Linked DNA regions of Sus scrofa: all the other regions are linked to region 2. The links are chromatin contacts, called in public targeted proximity ligation maps. All regions are on one chromosome and are shown on one strand. The core of a region is the stretch at or near the end of the contact, and the rest is flanking DNA. Distances in the headings are between cores, read along the strand shown. Region 1 has its middle 53 kb from the start of TXNRD1. Region 2 overlaps C5H12orf45 (chromosome 12 open reading frame 45 ortholog). Region 3 has its middle 45 kb from the start of TRNAA-UGC.

Region 1 (3,869 bases), core at 631-3,130, 590 kb after region 2:
TTAAGCATCAGCTGGGCTCAGCGTCCCCTGGGAGGTATTTGAAAAGGTGGAGCGCTCTCCCCAAACCCCGACTCCCTGGCTTGGTGCCCAGGAGTGACATTTGGAGGCTGTTGTTGCAGGTGGGAGGGAGCAGGGCTGGTGTAAAAAGAGACAGAGTTGTTCTGGGCTTGCATCTCAGGGCTGCCCCCTCGCCTTTGTGGACCTCGTATGCTGAGAATTGAGTCATTCATACTCTAATAATAATAATAGCAACAGCACCCGCTCACCCAGCACCCTGTTTGTGCCCACCCGCTGCTGGTCTAAGCACTTGACCACGTGCGTCACTAACTGGATCCTCACAGCAGCTCCGGGAGGTGAGCACTGTTATTTTATGGGGGAAGAAGAGAGAGGCACTGAGAGGCTAAGTCACCCCTGCCAGGGACCCCTGCCTGCAGGAAAGCTGGCATCAGGCGGCGCCCTCTTGGCCTCACTTTCCTGTATTGCTATCACTTCCTACTCTTTGCTGGATAGCTGCCCCGTCTGCTGGAAGTGTGCTGTTTGCAGAGGTCCTTGGAAGGTGTGTGTCGTGGCGGTATGTGTGTGCATCTGTAATGTACCCAGGCACCTGTAGAGTCATTCTTTCTTGCTTTTCCACCCATGTCATGGTACATCCGCAACACTGCTGCACCATCCTGGCTCCACCCAGCCATCCCTCAGGGAGAGACACCACGATTGGGTCCAAGTCCTCGATGTCGCAAACGATGCCGCAACAGACATCTTTATGCACCTTCCCTTGAGGAAACGTGTGGGATGTCCATCAACTTCTCCAGGGCTGATGCCCGGGAGCAGGACTACAGGTCATGGAGTGCACGGTACCTGAGCCATCTAAACACCGAGAAGCCAACAGTCTATTCTTGAGGCAGCAGAGCCTGGGAGTCCCTCACTCAACGTTAATCAGCTTTTTGTCTCAGGTCTTATGACTGGAAGGCGATCTCTCTCTCTCTATTTATGTATTTATTTTGCTTTTAAGGGTCACTCCCGAAGCACATGGAGGTTCCCAGGCTAGGGGTCTAATCGGAGCTGTAGCTGCTGGCCTACACCACAGCCACAGAAACTTGGGATCCGAGCCGCATCTGCGACCTACACCACAGCTCATGGCAACGCCGGCTCCTTAACCCACTGAGCAAGGCCAGGGATCGAACCCAAATCCTCACGGACACTAGTCCAATTTGTTTCCGATGCGCCACGACAGGACCTCCACTTGTCCTTTACATTTGCCTTTTAGTCACCCATGAGTTTACATATCTTGTCAGACTTTGGGGTTTCCTCTTTGAGGAAGAACCAGTCCCATGTCCTTTGCCTGCTTTCCTTTGGGGTTTCTGTTCTTAATGATGAGCCAGAATTCCTCGCCATCATCTGGGTCCAAGGCCCTTGTTAGTTTCAGACGCTGAAACTGTCTTTGGCGCATGCTGGTCTCTCAGGGAACGCCTTTCCGTGCTGGTCTTCATGGCTCAGAACTTTTGATGCGGTTTTTGACATTTTTGCTTCATGGTTTGTGCTTTGAGGCCATGGTTTAAGAAGTCCTTCTCCACCTCTAGGTAGCTCAGATATTGTCGGTATTTACCGCATAAACATGATGGTTGTACTGACACATTTAGGTCCTTACTCTGTTCGAAGGCTACCTTTGTTATCCAGGGCTAGGTGAGGTTTTCTAGTGACACATGCAGTGATGGAGCTTCTCCAGCATTATCTTCTAAGGTATTTGCCCTTTTCTTTTGAAAAGAGCGCTGTAGCTTTTTAGCTCTGTGGCCTTATTTATTCAGGAAAGTGGCTTGTGTTCCAATCAAATTACCAGCTGCCTGGCAGAAGCAGCAGCTTGCTGTTCACACAGATGGACACTAGGGGGCACACCTTCTCTTTCTGCTCCTCAAGAGCCATGTGTGCTTAGACAAATGACTAGGTGATGCCCAACCTCATTTTGCTCATCTGAAAAATGGGTAGCACAGTTCTGAGGGTTCTTACAAAGATTAACTGAACCACTCACTGCACATAAAGTGGCCTGGAGGTGCAGCTCCTCGTCTGCAGCCCCCAGCAAATATGCCTCTTCTCTTGGTAGTTCCTCTCAGGACCATTTTAAGGCCTTTGTCCCCTGCCCCCCACTTCACTTGTACTGGCAGAGTTCCTGCTCACACCATTCCAAACATACTGAACTGCATCCCCTCCCCTTTTTAAATATAATATTTACAAGTATATGGGCATTGGATCCAATGGTATTTGATTGGCTGAAATAACATTATGGAGGCATTTAAAGACTTGTCCACTACGATTTTGCTGCATTGATTTTTTTTTTTCCCTTCATGCTTTGAAGCGTTTTGTAAAAGGTCTCAAATGTTTTTTTATAAACACCAGGTCCTTAACTCATGGCACTGAATAGGTAAAAGAGCCCAGCCTTCTCTCCACCTCAGCAGCACTAACTCACCCTGTGACTGCCATTAGCCTTTCTGTGTAAATACTGACTCCAACTCACGTCTCTCCCGTCTTCTCACCTTCTTCTTCTTTTTTTTTCCCCATGAGAGTTGCAACATTTATTTCAGGTTCTCTCTTGGTTTTGTTTTGGTTTTGTTTTTGTTTTTTCTTTTTTTGCCACACAGGCAATATGTGGGAATTCCTGGGCCAGGGATTGAACCTACGCTGCACAGCAGCAACCAGAGCCACAGCAGTGAGAATGCTGGAGCCTCAACCCGCTAGGCCATCAGAGAACTCCCTCTTCTCACTTCTGCCTGTGGAGTCCACTGTGTGCCAAGCCTGGACCTCTAGTGCAGTAGCCAAGAACGCAGGCCCTGGACTAGCCAGCGGGGTGGAGGTTCTTGTCCTGCCCTGTATTAGCCGTGACCTTAGGCAAGTTCATTAACTTCTCTAGGCCCATTTCCTAATTTATAAAAGGGGATATTAATGACACTGACCTCAACAGGGCTGTTGTGAGGATCAAGTGAATGGAGTCACATGGGCAAAGTACTGCCTGGACCAGGAAGTACTCAATTCCCTTTGCTGTTACTACTGTGCTGTTCAGAGAAGTTGGCCTCTCCTCAGGATGTGCCCCAGGGTCTCCAAAACGGGCTTGTGTGTAAAAATCACCTGGAGCACTTGACACAAATACAGATTCCCCAGGTGGTTGGTCTGGGGTGGGGCCCTGGAATCAATAATTTTAACAAGTGCCCGAGGGGTAAGGGGGAGGGATAAATTTGGAGATTGGGTTTAACATATACACACTATTATACATAAAACAGGAACCCAACAGGGACCTACTGTAGAGCACAGGGAACTATACTCAATATTTTGTACTAACCTATGAGGGAAAAGAATATGAAAAAGAATAGATATATAACAGAATCACTTTGCTGTACACCTGAAACTAAGATGATATTATAAATCAACTATACTTCGATCAAAAAAAAGTGCTCAAAACCTAGACTCAATCTCAATTTAATCTAAGAATCATATACTGTTAGGCAAATTACAGAATCTCTCTAAGCCTCAGTTTCCTCCTATGGAAGATGGGGATAAGATCTAGATTGTTGTGAAATTTTAAAAAACAAAGCCTAGGAGTTCCTGTTGTGGCACAGAAGAAATGAACCTGACTAGTGTCCATGAGGATGTGGGTTCAATCCCTGGCCTCACTCCGTGGGTCAGGGATGCAGCACTGCTGTGAGCTGTGGTGCAGGTTGCAGATGCAACTCAGATCCCAGATCTACACCATTGCTGTGGCTGTGGTGTAGGCCAGCAGCTGCAGCTCCGATTCAACCCCTATCCAGGGAACTCCATATGCCACAAATGCAGCCCTAAAAAGCAAAACAATAACAACAACAAAACAAAAACAAACAAACAAAAAA
Region 2 (4,186 bases), core at 818-3,317:
GTCCAATACTGAGGAGAGAAAATACAGGTTATCAATATTTACATTACTTCAAATTTTAAAATCCAGAATTTCCTGTAAAACACGTCTCACTTTGATAGGAATGAGGACAATAATTACAATAAAAAATATTTCAAATTCCCCCTATTTAAAAAATCTTCATCCTCTTCTAAATTCTTTTTTTTTTTTTTTTTTTTTTGGTCTTTTTGCTTTTTAGGGCTGCTTCTGTGGCATATGGAGGTTCCCAAGCTAGGGGTCTAATCGGAGCTGTAGCCGCCGGCCTACGCCAGAGCCACAGCAAAGCGGGATCCAAGCCGCATCTGTAACCTACACCACAGCTCACGGCAACGCTGGAACCTCAACCCACTGAGCAAGGCCAGGGATCGAACCCACAACCTCATGGCTCCTAGTTGGATTCGTTAACCACTGCGCCACGACGGGAACTCCCTCTTCTAAATTCTTAAAGCAGAAGGACTATACAATTCAGCAGTTATTTCTCATTGTTTTGTGTTTTTCATATATCCTCAGAACTGGAAATGTCTACAAGGCTGGCTTTCAACAAATAGTCACTGCTTAAGTAGTAGACAATAGGATTTAATAGTTAAATGCAGGAAGCTGAGGTTTTGGGGTCAGACTGATGAGGTTATTAATGGAACCCCAGTTCCACCTCTTACCATCTGAGTTGCCTTGGGCATGTTAATAAAGCAGTGGTTGTTTTTACCTGCCCAACATCTGTTCCCTTTTCTTCTGAAAACAAAACCCTCACTTTCCTTTTAAACTCTGTCAAGAGTCTTCCGCACTCTTGTCCCTACCCCCATTCTTGCTGACATGTTCCACACTCTTGGTCACTGCGATCTGGTTCAGTGACACTGATCTGTCAGGCCCAAAAGAGATCACTCTGGGACTTCGGTTTGACCTGTTGAGAAAGATACCCTTCTTTCAGAGGAAAAGTATCCGTGAGCTGCTGAATGTAAGCCTGGAGCTGCTCCTAAACTGGTCCACTTGCCACCTGCTGGGGAGAGCTTGTTCTAGATGAAGCCAACACCTAGGAAAGCAGAACTAAGATACAGAGCAACTCAGATACAAAGCATCTGTCTGATGATACCAAGCACCTGGGTGCAGGTGTAGCTGAAATCACTGGGCTGTTTTTTCCCCAACAAAATGAGTCAACGTTATTTCTTTTTTTGGCTGAAGGCAACCTGAGCTGGTTGTTTTAGTCATCTGCAACCACAGGAGTCCTAACTAACACATTTACTCATTCAAAACCCCACTTTACTCATCAGTGTAACACTGTGCTAAGTACAGGGGAGTCAATACACAAGGGATATCTCATATCTTTAGCTCTCAAAAGAGGCCCAGGAATTCCCATCGTGGTGCAGCGGAAACGTATCCGACTAGGAACCATGAGGTTTCGGGTTTGATCCCTGGCCTCGCTCAGTGAGTTAAGGATCTGGCATTGCTGTGAGCTGTGGTGTAGGTCACAGATGCGGCTTGGATCCTGGGCTACTGTGGCTGTGGCATAGGCTGGTGGTTACAGCTCCAATTAGACCCCTGGCCTGGGAACCTCCATGTGCCATAGGTGCAGCCCTAAAACGTCAAAAGAAAAAAAATTTAAAAAGCGGCCCAGCACATAACCATGCACATAACGGGCTCTCAGATTTGTTAGGTCACCAGTGTAGTCACACAAGAGCTGACTAAAATATCCAGAGTAAGGAGGAAAAGAAGAAAACGGTGGTGAAGGTCAAGAAATGGCCTTTAATCGTAAAATAGGACTGCTGGAAGGATTCAGTGAGGTTACACACACACAAAGCCCCATACAATGCCTGGCACATACTAAATACTGAATAAAAATTAGCTCTCACACCTCTTTAAACACACAGTAAGATAAGTGACCTATAAAAATAAAGGTATAGGGGTGGGGGGTGGCACACCTGCAGCATGTGGAAGTTCCTGGGCCAAGGATTGAACCCATACCACAGCAGCGACCTGGGCCACCCCAGTGACTATGCTGGATCCTTAACCCGCTGTGCACAAGGGAACTCCAATGACATAAATCTTTACCACAAGAGGATGATCAGGCCAGATTTTGTTCTGCTTTTGTTTTTAAAAAATGAATCATGTGGAACAAAACATGCACCTACAAGTGGCATGAACCATAACTCTGAAAAGCCAAACGTTTCTAGAAGAGTACATGCTAAACTCTGAAACTAGGCCAGTTATAGTTCTTTTAAACAGAAGAAAACATAATCTAGCTTACAAGATAAATTTGAAATGTCCAGCATCCAAATTACCAAGCATGCAAATAAGCAGGGGAATATAATCCATAAAAAGAAAAAGTCAATAGAAATAGATCCAGAAATGACAGAGATTACAGAATCAGCAATAAGAATGTTAAAACATATTTATGTTAAAATAAAAATATATTATATATACATATTCAAGAAAGCAGAGAAAAATAAGAAAATTCTTCTCATTTCTCACAATGAGGAAATAAATGAAAGATATAAAAAAAGACAGAAAGTGGAATTCCAGAGATAAAAACTACAATACTTGACCTGAAAAATAAACTGGATGGGTGTAAGCAGCAGATTAGACAATAGAAAAGATTAGTGAACTTGAGGACATAACAACAGAAACTACTCAAAATGAAACACACACACACATACACACAAAAATAAGAGTGAAAACAACAACCACAAAGCCCCTACAAAACAAAACCAAGCATCAGTGAGCTGTGAGACAATTTCAAGTAGCAAAATTATGTGTAACTGGAGTCCCTTAGTGAGAGAGAAGGGGGACGTAAAAAAAAAACCTACAAAAATGACCCCAAATTTCCCAAATTTGAAAAAAAAAATTATAAATTCACAGATCCAAGTTCAACAAACCCAAACTCAAGAATCACAAAGAAAACTACAAGGCACATCACCATCAAATTGGTAAAAAATCAGGGAAAAAGAAGAACACTGTACAAACAGCCAGAGAAAAAAAGAAATCTACACAAGACAAAGATGAGAATGATAGCATCAAAAACCATACAAGTCCAAAAGACAGTAGAGCAACATCTCAAAAATATTGAAAGATGGGGCTCCCGCTGTGGCACAGCGGAAACGAATCCGACTAAAAACCATGAGGTTGTGAGTTCGATCCCCAGCCTCGCTCAGTGGGTTAAGGATCCGTCGTTGCCATGAGCTGTGGCGTAGGTCTCAGACGCAGCTTGGATCTGACGTTGCTGTGGCTATGGGGTAGGCTAGTGGCTGTAGCTCCGATTAGACCCCTAGCCTGGGAACCTCCATATGCCGCAGGAGCAGCCCTAGCAAAGGCAAAAAGACAAACAAAAAAACAAAAAAAAACACAAAAAACCTAAAGATAAAAAAAACCTGTCAACCTAGAATTCTGCATCCATTAATGACACCTTTTGAAATCAAAAGCAAAATACTTTCTTGGAGATACAAAAGCTAGTAAATTCATCAGCAGCAGGTCTGCACTCTAAGAAATGGTGTTTATCAATAATATAAACACCTTGTTTTTTAAAATGGGCTAAAGATATGAACACACAACAAAGACATAAATGGTGAATAAACATGAAAAGATGTTCAATATCTTAGTCACTAGGGAAAAACAAATTAAGGTCACAATGTATAATCATAACATGCACACCAGAATAGCTAAAATTAAGATGACACACTTTAACACAGCTTGTGAGAATGTACAGCAGCTAAACTCTCATACCTGGCCAGTGGGAACACAAGATTGTATATTCAACTTTGAAAACAGTTTAGAAATTTTTTTCTCTTCTCTTCTTTTTTTTAAATTGTTATTTCCCCAATACAATTTTTTTTCTACTATACAGCATGATGACCCAGTTACACATACATGTACACATTCTATTTTCTCACATTATCATGCTCCATCATAAGTGACTAGACATAGTTCCCAGTGCTACACAGCAGGATCTCATTGCTAATCCATTCCACAGGCAATAGTTTGCATCTATTAACCCCCAGCTCCCCATACACCCTCCCACTGCCCCCTTGGCAACCACAAGTCTATTCTCCAAGTCCATGACTTTCTTTTCTGTGGAAAGGTTAATTTGTGCTGTATATTAGATTCCAGATATCAGTGATATCATGTGGAATTTGTCTTTCTCTTTCTGACTTACTTCACTCAGTATGAGAGTCTCTAGTTCCAT
Region 3 (4,245 bases), core at 1,023-3,522, 720 kb after region 2:
TGGTGTGACCCCTAGCCTGGGAACTTCCACATGCTGTGGGTATGGCCCTAAATAAATAAATAAGACTAATAATTTGAAAGCTTTAAATTACTCACTACGCATTAATATAAAGAAGTGAACATTTAAGTGTGAAGATCCAAATGACGAGCAAAGATTTTATTTAAGTTGCCGGGCTGATGTGGGCTAAAAACACATTTTCTCTTGAATCATCTACTAGATCATGCGATATTAAATTCTCAGTGCACATTCCTAGCATGAAAGTCAGGATGACCTTTGGTTCCACACCACAGATTTCCACTCCTCTTACTACATCGGACTCACTCTATCAGGCTCAACCAGCTGCAGGAGCTGCCTCCACCCAAGCCTCAGCCCCACTGCTGAGGTCAGGACCTCTTCTCAAGAAAAGATGGTTTGACTCCAGCCCAAATACCTCACTGCTGCGTTCACAGACCTTGGTTCGAACAGAAACAGCTAAGCTACCAAAAGTGATGACTCCTGGCCCAATACTCTGAGACCGATTTAACGGGTCCAGGGCGGAGGCCAGGAAAATGAGCTTTGAAGCTACACCTCCCTTATGTGTATTAATTCTCTTGTAGGTGGTCTCAGGACCACACTTTGAGAAACACTCTTGTGCAACTAATTCTCACCTAATTCATTCTCTGGCAGGGGGTCTTAGGATCACACTTTAAGAAACACTGTCTCCGGGCCTCACTGAAGAAATGGTAGCACTGGTATCATCAGCTTTTAGAAAATTCCTCACTTCTAAAAAATTGCCCTTTGCCATATGGACAATATGAATACATTTACTGGCTCCCACCTTCAAGGCAGTGCACCAAGGACTGTGGAAGATGTTATAATGAACAAGACACACTGATTCTCAAAAATCCAGTCAGAAAAATAAGTGTTTACGAGTTAATCAAAATAGGATGGAATGTGTGTCATGGTAGAAATATAAACTCTCAGCACTCAGAAGTTTACTCTTCTTCCCAGGTATCTTGTACCCATCTACCTTTTTGATTACACATGATGACACAGCATTTTCTGTTATTCCTCCGCACTAGCCCCTATGTTAAGGGCTGAGATCATGCCTTATTTCCTGGTGTCCCTCGTGCCTGTTAAGTAATAGCTGCTTCCTTGAAGAGTCATTCAATTAAGACATTCTTCACCATTACAACTTGGGCCAGATTGTGTGAAACCTCACATTAGATTCTGGCTGCTCACTTAAGAAATCAGTTTCTTGGAACCGAGGCACATACTTTTGCAGTGGGAGGGAACTGAGAGAACATGTCGTCTAACATTTCACCAAATCCGGTGTGCAGATCACTGGCGATACCCAAGGAAGACACCTTCTAGAATGTTTACAGGTGATACATGAAAGAACATTTTAAATTTCAATTGGATGCAAATATGTCTGTGTACAGAAAAACATCCAGAACGATGCAGGGCTTTCATAGATTAATGCTTAAAACAGTGCTAAATTTATTTCAAACAGTAACTGCAGGGCAGGTGAGAAATGCATGCTATTAGAAATCAGCCAAGTGGTTGCCTTGGTGTGGGAGTAAGGGGCATGGGTGGTGGGGGGTTTCTGGGGGGGACTGGAAGTGTTTCTCTACCTGGGTGCTGGCTGGATAGGGCTGTTTAGTTTGCAAAAATTTAGTAAGCTGTATTACAATAATTGCACTTTTCTGTACGTACAGTATACTTCACTTAAAAAGTATTTCAAAGGGTGGGTGTAATTAAAGATAGTAAATAGTAGTACATGGATATGGGAGAAATCCTAAACCTGGTACAGGAAAGGCAAATTTAGGACACACAGACTAACCCTCCCCTGTGTAGATGGGAAGAAAGCCAAGGGATGGCCACAAACGAGCTGCTTGTGCTTGAGCAGGAACTGCCCCCCACTCAACCTTCTCTCCCATTCTTCCCTTCCCCCACTTAGGTCCTCAGCTCCTCCAGGATGGTCTTGTCAGCTGCTCCCAGGGGTGAGCATGAGCTTTTCCCGTCAGACACTCCCTGCCAAGTCCTAGCTCTTCCAAGGAGCTGCCTGCCTCACTTGGCTGTTTTTTTCCATTCCTCTGAGCCTTTCACCATATGCTCTGCTAACTAAATTGAAAGAGACAGATCCTCCAGCATTTAACAATTCCATTCGTGGGAATTGTTACTTTTCTGGGTCTCCGTTTTCACACTTGTAAAACCAAGAGGGGAGGGGAGCTGTACAAGGGTTAGGATCTGCACTTTGGAGCCAAGATGCCTCAGCTTAGATCCCAGCTAGTTTCATAACCCCTTGTGTTTCAGTTACTTCATCTGTAAAATGTGAGGGTATGATTCACCCGTCTCAGGGTACTGCTGATAAAGTGAAACAAGATAATTCATGTCAAGTGCTTGAAACACTGCTCAATAACTGTTCGCCATTATTATTCACTAACTGCAAAGTGGAGAAAACAGAAGCAACCTTTCCCATCTCAAAGAGTAACTGAACGGATAAAATGGGATGGTGGTGTCAGAAATGTGAAAGGGAGGGAGGGAGGAAGGAGGGAAGGAAGCTAAGATAGGGGGTGGGAAAGGGGAAGGTCTGTCTGATAAGATTTGGGATGGATGGCAAGAAGGTGGGGGGGGCCTGGGGGTCCTTGGGCGCCACCCAAGACCTGCCCAGTTAAAAGACCTAAACTTCCCTTGGGGCTTAGCTCCTTCACCCTCAGCCCTGGGTCCCGGATTCTCAAGAAAGGAAGGTAATTCCCGATGGGTAGTATGTTTCCTTTCTTTGGAAACTCAATACACACTCAACAGCCCGCAGGCAGGAAAGGGACCCGTAATTCTCCGTAGGGTTAGCTCTGAACGGTCTTCTCAGATCGTGGCTGCCCAGCACCAGCCTCCGACCACCTTGAACGCTACCTGGACGGCCGCCACCACCGACGTGTCCTGGGGTAAACACGGGGCGGTGGCTCTTTCCCGCCGCGGGGCATCCCCAAGGCCTCGCCCGTTTCTGGATTCTCCAGGCCGGCGCCCGTCGTCGGGCTCACGACGACGGCCAAGGGCTGCCAGGCCGAAGGCTCCAGGACGAGGGACCCAACCAGGGCCGGTGGTCGCCGACCGTCTGGAGGGCCCCGGGGCCGCGACGTGGCCCTCGGTCATACCTACTGAGCGGCCGCCACGTCCTCTCTTGCCCTGGGCTTCCCGCACGGCCGCCCGCGCCTCCTTGCTCTTGGCGCAGCCCATGGCGCGCGGGGCCCTGTGGGAACGCGCGGCGAGCAACGCCGAGCGGAGGCCGAGCGCCCCCTGCCGGCCGCCGCCGGCGACACCCTGCTCCCGCGCCCCTTCTCTTTCAAGCAAGTGCGTTTTTTTCTTTTCACATTAAAATACACTCACCAAAGATAAACAGGAAAATACAAAGGTGAAAGAAGGAGGGATTCCTGGCTGTGGAGCAGTGGGCTAAGAATCAGACTGCAGCGGGTCAGGTCGCTGCAGAGGCGCGGCTGGAGGCTGGGAGCAGTGGGTGGAAGGAGCCCAGGTTGCCGCAGCTGCGGAGTAGGTCACAGCTGCATCTTGGACCCAGTCACTGACCAGGGAACCTCCACGTGCCACATGCAGGGGGCGTGGCCATAAAAAGGGGGGGAAAAAGCACCATCCAAAATCCTTCCCTTTAAACTACATTTGCTGTCTACTCCTTCTTTCCAGGTTTGTTCTTTCCCCTCAATGAATAGTTTTGCACCCAGCTTTTCACCCCCTTACCGTCTCTTTTGTTTATATGGCACTGACAGCCTTCTGATTTGCCCTATATTCTTCCACGTCCTATATTTTTCCCCAGCTTCCACGTCCCTCCTCCAAAAATGTACACCCCAGCAGACTAGCAACTTTACGTATTTTTTCCTTTGCTGTATCCCAAAAGCCTGAACAGTGCCTAGGACCTTGCAGGAAATCCATACTCAAGAAAAGAAGGGAGGAAACATCTTTACTAACTAGCCGTGTAATAGTCCTTCCAGTAGAGCTACCGCACTACGCCCACCTGGTTCTTTTAGACATTTACTTTGATGCTTGTTTTGAAATATTATGAATGGGGTTGCAGTGAGTATCTTTGTGTTTACAGCTTTAAGGCTCTTCTTACACATGGCCAAATTGCTTTTCCAGAAAAGCAGTCCCCATTTGTACTCCTAGTGGTAATGAATGAAAAGTTCCACTCTCCCAAGGGTGATCTTTTTAACACCAAAACCACATTGGGCCACCTCAAGTTTGTGTGTGCCCAGGGGT

The links.
Region 1: a contact with region 2 is called in a targeted proximity ligation map of alveolar macrophages. A contact is called at or near these places in 1 of 5 promoter capture datasets (fetal skeletal muscle) and 1 of 2 datasets of targeted methods (alveolar macrophages).
Region 3: a contact with region 2 is called in a targeted proximity ligation map of alveolar macrophages. A contact is called at or near these places in 1 of 5 promoter capture datasets (liver) and 1 of 2 datasets of targeted methods (alveolar macrophages).

What each region holds. Positions count from the first base shown.
Region 1 is chr5:80,158,536-80,162,404 of Sscrofa11.1, forward strand. No RefSeq gene overlaps it. Among named protein-coding and RNA genes, the nearest start is that of TXNRD1, 53 kb to the right of the region's middle.
Region 2 is chr5:79,565,879-79,570,064 of Sscrofa11.1, forward strand. C5H12orf45 (chromosome 12 open reading frame 45 ortholog) reads right to left here. Exons shown (of 4, transcript NM_001244659.1): 3 at 1-8. Among named protein-coding and RNA genes, the nearest start is that of C5H12orf45, 8.0 kb to the right of the region's middle.
Region 3 is chr5:80,284,844-80,289,088 of Sscrofa11.1, forward strand. No RefSeq gene overlaps it. Among named protein-coding and RNA genes, the nearest start is that of TRNAA-UGC, 45 kb to the left of the region's middle.